2 separate regions of the Mus musculus genome follow, and region 2 is linked to region 1. Evidence: chromatin contacts called from public HiChIP or PLAC-seq data. All regions are on one chromosome and are shown on one strand. The core of a region is the stretch at or near the end of the contact, and the rest is flanking DNA. Distances in the headings are between cores, read along the strand shown. Region 1 overlaps Pacsin2 (protein kinase C and casein kinase substrate in neurons 2). Region 2 overlaps Bik (BCL2-interacting killer).

The links. HiChIP or PLAC-seq counts read pairs in DNA pulled down with a chosen protein or histone mark.
Region 2: a contact with region 1 is called in an HNF4G HiChIP or PLAC-seq map of pancreatic cancer cells. The contact joins two enhancer-like sites. A contact is called at or near these places in 1 of 39 promoter capture datasets (embryonic stem cells), 2 of 115 datasets of contacts at active chromatin or transcription factors (pancreatic cancer cells and trophoblast stem cells) and 3 of 9 other capture datasets (adipose tissue, liver and pancreatic islet).

Annotation. Positions count from the first base shown.
Region 1 is chr15:83,408,771-83,412,178 of GRCm38.p6, reverse strand. All of the region lies in intron 1 of Pacsin2 (protein kinase C and casein kinase substrate in neurons 2), which reads left to right. Among named protein-coding and RNA genes, the nearest start is that of Gm41368, 25 kb to the right of the region's middle. Within about 2 kb of position 1,633, at least 101 of the 459 cell types and tissues checked have an H3K27ac peak or open chromatin away from gene starts, as enhancers often do. A contact at or near this core is called in pancreatic cancer cells, where this site is marked.
Region 2 is chr15:83,540,356-83,543,763 of GRCm38.p6, reverse strand. It overlaps Bik (BCL2-interacting killer), which reads right to left. Exons shown (of 5, transcript NM_007546.2): 2 at 2,322-2,469; 3 at 601-699; 4 at 67-184. The coding sequence starts at 2,464. Among named protein-coding and RNA genes, the nearest start is that of Mcat, 14 kb to the left of the region's middle. Within about 2 kb of position 1,708, at least 21 of the 459 cell types and tissues checked have an H3K27ac peak or open chromatin away from gene starts, as enhancers often do. A contact at or near this core is called in pancreatic cancer cells, where this site is marked.

The DNA.
Region 1 (3,408 bases), core at 384-2,883:
ACTCTGTAGTTTGATGGGCTGGCCTGTGTCATCCATGGTTTAAAATCCTTCTCTAGGCAACTTAGTTTTCAGGCAGTATTTTCCAAGGCAACTACATCTTCAGAGAAATTCTTAGAAGAATTAAAAACTATACTCCTCCTCTAAACTCTCATTGTTTAGACTGGCAAGTGCTCTGGCAGGTGGGGGACCAAGTGTTGGGTCTCAGGCCGCTCCACTTTAGCAGCAGCCTCTAGAATCCAGCATCTTTTGATGGTCAGTTTCCCCGCTCATTGTTGAGGGCTCCACACCGCGTTCCAGAGAGAGAAGTCACTTTATTTGCTGATCTCTATCACTTCCTTTAAGGAATGTTCCCTTTTCCAGATGAAGTCATTGGAAGCAAAATAGGTTGTGCCAGGTAGCTGAGTTGAAACACATGTTTCTTCTTAACCAATGGTGTGAGGCCATGTGTTAGCTCAGGCCTGAACCAGGTGGTTTGTGTGCTCAAGAGATGCAGGACCCCTGTCCTTCTTCCTAAGGGACTGAGTGGACACACACTGAAGCTGGCAGCAGAGGGCCTCAGCTGGGCTGGAGGGTGCCTGTGTGGTTGGAGGGAGCAGAGCCTGAGCTTTTCATTGTTGTTGAGCCGCTGAACCCACTTGTGATGAATATGGTAGTGCTGGGCTCTCTTTCAGCCTTTAGAAGGACTTGAAGAAAAGAACATAGAATAAAATGGGAAGGGGACAGGTGTATTGATAAAGTAATTTTAGCCACTGGAGTTAAAACCTCTTCAAATAGTTTCCTTCTGTGGATCTCATCTCCCTGATTCAAAGTCACTCAGACTTCAGCCCCCCCCCCTAAAATGTCTGACAAGTTTTAGCAGAGTGAGGTATCCAAAGAAACGTGGATGCTACAGAGAAGGCCGTGAAGAAAAGAGGGCAGTGATACAGACCCACGCCCTCGGAGTTCCCATTTGTGGTGTGGTGGTGTAGCCTTTAATCCTAACACTCAGGAAGCAGAGGTAGATGGAACTCTGTGAGTTTGAGGCTAACCTAATCTACAGAGTTTCAGGAGAGCTAGGGCTATGTAGAGAGACCCTGTTGATAGGCAGGCAGGCAGACAGACAGACAAAATACAAAAAGGTGTTAGACATTGAAAGTGGTTTTGAGTGGGAGTTTGAGGCTAGGATACTGCCTGCCTCACCCAGGTCTGTAGTGCAGGAAGGGCATGGCAGACAGGAGGCGTGAACTGGCTGTACCTACAGTGCAGTGGCAGTAGAGTACCCACTTGGTCAGAGCTGTGTGCTCTGGGGGTGGGGTGGGAGGGCGAGGCTTGGGGACTGACAGTTTGGTGGGAAGCGAGCAGAGCTGGAGCTGTGGAGGCCATGGAGGGGCATGCATGGTCACTGGGCTGATTTCTCTCGAAGCTGGGAGGCTTGTCCTGGGATGTGGCCATGTGGGACCACCCTTCATCCCAACATGGCATCATTCAGGAAACAAAATGTCTTTGCCGGTTTGGTATTTCTTTCAAAAGCATTCTGTGTGGTTGGATGACATTTCAAATAGCTCAGGAGGCTGTTAACAGTAGAGTCTCCCCATGCCAGGGGCACATGTGACTGAGTGAGGACTGTGTAGCCATGAGCTTTGAGAGGTCACAGTTGCTGCCGTCCAGCAGGACACGTATGATGCTGCCCCGCAGCTGCCTGTGTTCCATCTCTGCACAGCCCTTGTCCTGGCTGCCTGGTGCCCCATGCTTCAAGTGTATTTCCTCTTCTCCTTTTAAGTCTCTTCTCATCTTTCTTTCCTTTCTCAGACAGGAGTTTACTGTTGGGAAAGCTGACCTTGTCGGTTCTACTTCCTCAGCCTCCCTGGTGCCAGACTCACGCCTCTGAGTCACTTCTCCCCGCTACAGTATCAGCATTTGATGGACACCAAAGTAGCTCTGAGTTTTCAGGGTTGTTTTTTTTTTTTCTGAACAGTCCCACAGTGAACTCTTAGCTCTCCTGGCTGAGCTTATCCATAGGGTAAACTTGCAGCTGAAACAGGTCCCAGGATAGATGGTAACTTCTCACATTGAGGTTGGATAATGTGCAGAGCTAAGGACAGATACAAAATATACAAGCTTGGGCTTTGTTTTTTTTTTTTTTAAGATTTACTTTTAATTATGTGAGTGTATGTGTGAGTGAAAGGGGACATGTGTATGAGGCACAGGTGCCCAAAGAGGCCAGACACATCGGATTCCCCTGGAGCTAGGTGTTCAGATGGTTGTGAGCTGTCTGACGTGGATCCTGGGAACCAAACTGGCATCACCTGCAAGAGCAGTAAATGCTCTTAAGTGCCCCATGCTTGGTTTTAAATAGCATGTCTTACTGCGTGGTTTTAGTTCTGAAAAGCTAAGTGCAGAGGTCCAGTCCAAGTTACTGTGCATCCTGTAGGTGAGATCCCATTGGTCCCTCTGCAGCTTTTGGTGCTGACCTCCCTGAGCCTAGTACATAGCAGGCCCGTCACTCTCCTGTCCCTTTACTGAGAGGTACCTGTCCCTACTTCCCGTCTTTTGGAGTCTTCTGAGGACATACTTGATCTCACCAAGTCCCTGTCCCTCACACTTCTTTCCCTAGCACCTATATTTCCTCTGTCCTAGAATTTAGCACACTGTGTGGCTCTGTCACTTAGCTGCATGGCAGGGTATCCTAGGGAGAATATCAACTCCAGGAGGACAGAGACTGTTAGCAGTTTAGGACAGTTGCTAGTATGTGGGAGATGTTTGTGGAATGAATGACTAACTGTGTACACTTATTTAAAGACTGCTGGCTGCCCACCTCACCCTGGGGCTGCACAGTGACTCGGAAGAGGCAGACATTTCCTAGGGACTGAAGAATATTCTGTGCAGGTAATGAGTAAGAAAGAAGCTTGTGTACCCATGGGACAGAAAGTGGCCTGGGAAGGCCGTGTGTGTACCACTGCTGCCCTCTGCGGCTAGTGCTTGGCAGGGATTTCAGAGGAGAGCTTCCTCTCATCTTTCAGGGAAGACAGGCAAGCACAGTTCTCGGACCCCCGTGCTTTCTGCAGTAGCCTGTAGGCCTCAGGAAGGCCTCTTGGTTTTTCCTCTGGAATGAACTAAAGGGATTAAAGTGAAGCTAGACGTCTTATGTAACACATCCTTTGTGTACCTGATACCTGTTATCAGGCCTGAAATGGTAGGAGGAGGTTATGCCAGCCTCCAGCTGGGGCCAAGGGCAGCTGTGGCCTCATCTGTTAACCTCTAAGCTTCTGCATGCTGGCAAAAGACTGGCTCTGGGACACGTGTGACATTGTACAGCTAGAAAAGTCACTAGAAGTAGGAACCTAGGCACTCTTGCCACATTCTTGCTCCTGGATTCCTAAGGAGTGCCTCTTAAACAGGATTGCTTAATAACTGTCTAAGGAGGGCTTA
Region 2 (3,408 bases), core at 459-2,958, 130 kb before region 1:
GCTAAGGAGCTGCTGGCTGCCCCATGGGAAGGATAAGACATGGACTAGAGGCTTCAAGGTGCTTACCCAGGCGCCAGGAGTCAAGACTCTCCAGGACCAGATGTTTTCCCTGAGGTTGGTGAGGCTTCGAATCAAGCTCCTGAAAATACCTCTGACACCTGTCCGGCTGTAGGTGACAGCGAGTCTGTAAGACACGAGATGAGCAAGGTGGTCACTATAGCCGTAGGCACTGGAAGTGTACGCGTGTGACCCCTTACAGCATGGCCCACAGAGAGCCCCTGTGCGCCTCTGGTTCTCTCTCTGCCCAGAGCCACCCTCAAGGAGCACCTGCCTCTCTGAAGGCCCCTGAGCCTCGCTCAGATCCACACGGCCTTGTGAGTCGGGATCTCTCCGGACTCTTCAGCTTGAGAAGCAAAAGAAAGGCCCTGAGTGGTGCTTGATCTACTGCTAAGGCCAGAGGGAGGATTTGGGGGGACCCACGTGGGGGCTGGAAGGCAAGGGGTTTCAAGCTTGCCTGAGAACTCCCATACTCCTCTTCCAAGGTTTGCAGGGCTCCCTTGGGGCCCAGCCCTGTCCGGTTCACCCTGGGTAACTGGTTACCTGTGTATAGCAATCCCAGGCAGCTGGACCAGACGGGGGCTCCGCAGACACAGGTCCATCTCATCGCCGATGCAGGCCAGCCTCAAGGCCACCTGGTTTCTGCAGGAAGGCATACATAAGGCAGTTTGGTGTGGTTATGCTGGGGAGGCCATACCACACACCCAGCCTAATTTCCATGGAATTCAGGACCCAGCAAGAGGAAGGCAGTGGGATACTGGGGGAAGGAGGGAGCGGGGCGGGGGGGCTAGCAGCAAACCTCCTCGGTGTCCCTCTTATCCATGGGTGCACTTATGAGTAAGAGCCATTTCAAATGTGCCCCTGTAGGATAAACCACAGGCTACTGAGACCTATCCCAGCCTATACCCCATGTCTGCCTCTTGCGGAAGTCAGACACAAAAGTACTAGGGGATGTCTTGTGAACCTGCCCGGAAGTCAGGGACAGCTTACTTCTGCTTACTCCAGGAACTTTCCTTTAGAGAATCTTGGGGAGGGGCCTACCTGGTGAACATTGAAGAACAAGTGTGGGGTGTGTGTGCTTGGAGCCCCTTCAGTTGGCTTCCTATAGGGTCTCAGTCTATCCTGCTCCCGGAGACCTGTCCCTGGTTCCCAGTCTCAGAACACTGGTGCCTGCACCTTCTCCAGATGGAGAGCAGTAAACCAAATTCAATTCCCTCCACCATCTACACTGGTAGCACGTGCCTTCAATTTAAAGAAAATCTCAGGGGCTGGAGAGGTAGCTCAGCAGCTAAGGTACTTGTTGCTCAGGCAGACGACATGATTGTTTACAGCCACCTGTAATTTCAGTTCCAAGGGCTACAGCGTCCTCCTCTGAGTACTGCAGGCACCAGGGATGTACGAAGGGCACAGACATACGTGCAGGCAAGCACTCATGCACATAAAATAAATCTTTTAAAAACAATAAAAAGTCTCCATTGAAACAGGAGACACACTTGTGTGGTGAATACACACACAAACACACACACACACACACACACACACACACACACACACACACACACACTGAAACCAGCCTGGCTAAGCCCTTCCTGGGGTTTGCCCACACATTCCACACCAGCGACACAGCAGCTCACTGGAAAGTCCCTACAGAGGGCATCTCCAGAGCCACCTGTTCCACACACCCAGTGTCCTAGGTTTCTTCCTGATTCTGATGGTCACAAGGGTTCAAGGAACCTGGAAGGTCGCCTGGCAACCGAGTTGAGCGGATTTAGTCCCGCCTATTCCCTGAGAGACCCCCCAGGAAAACACTGTCCCCGGCTTCATTCCACTCAGGAATGGAGCAGAAAGTGAGGCGACACTGATTCCACAACCAGAGTGGCAGAGAACCCTGAAGCTGAGGGTACACGTGAAGAGCCTGTGCTGACCTGCCTATGTGCAGAAGGACTCGCCCTGGCCAGTATGGCTGCTCTCTCTTTCTGCTGGGAAATGAAGGATGGGTCTCAGAGCCTGAGCAGGGAGGGACTTGGCCTTCTGGACACAGAGGCAACAACAGATAAGCCCTCTACTAGTGAAACCAGATGGCCCAGGTTCAGGCTGCATTGTGCTGGTCCCGACACCCAGGAAACACACTGGAGCCCTGTGTGGGTGGGGGGACCTCCAGGAGCTCCTTGCCCTGTTATCTCCCCACTCCCCTTCCCCCCACTCCTCTATATAGAAGGTGCTGTTCCAACCCATGTCCAGTGGAGAGTCCAGTCAGGCCCTACCTGCCTTCCACGCACTCCATGAGGTCCACGTCTCTCACAGGCTCCTTCATGCTGGGAGTCTCAGAGGCCACTGGAGGTTGGGGGACCTGGTCGTGTGGAACAGTCTTGATGACGTCTCTGGCCATAAGTCTCGCCTCCGACATGTGTTCTGTGGGATAAAATAAGGCAGAGCGTGACTAGATCTCCAGAACTATGCACCGGTGGCTACAGACCATAGTAAGTGCTTGGTATGTGGGGCACAGAAAGCCCCCGGGAACTACAAGGCCTTGGTATATGAGTGTTCCTGACCCTCCTCTGTCCCAGAATGAGTCACAAAAACCAGAGATGCTTCCATCCAGGCTGCTCACATAAGCTGGGCTATCTTTCCCAAAGCAGGCCACCAAGCTTCAACAAGATTCTGGTCCTCTTTCCTGGTCCCTTGAAGATCAGGACGTTCAAAGACTCTGAATAGACTCCCCACTAGCCCCACCCCAGTCTGTCCAGAGCCTGCTAATGCTGTTTGCCCAGCCATAGCTCTACACACCACTGCCCCGTAGCAGACCTGAGCATCAAACCAAGTTTCTCCAAGGGCTGGGAGAAAAGCTTGTCCTTACCATGCAAGCATGAGGACTTGACTTAAGATCTCCAGAATGCAAGGCAGGACTCTGGAGGAGCTGTGTGCAGCACTACATGCCTGGAACCCCAGGACTGTGGAGCTGAGAACAGAGTCCATGGGGCTTGCTGACCAGCCAGCCCAATTTCATCAGTGAGTCCCAGTTTCCAGATCCTGTCTCAGAAACCCAAGTCACGTCTGGAGGGACGGGTTAATCAGGTAGAGACAGTGTGTACCACTCTTGCCGAGGAACAGAGTTCCATTCCCAGAATCCACATCGGCAGTTCGCAACCCCTTATAAACTCCAGGTGGAGGGGCTCAGAGCCCTCTTTCACCCTCCAAGGGCACCCACACTCTCACACACACACATATGCATACAACATACAATTATCAAATCTTCGGGGGGAGGGGACCCAAGGTGGATGGCTCCTGGGGGAACAGCAATGTTGACCTTTGCCCTCTACATGTGTGCACACACGTGTATATACACACACA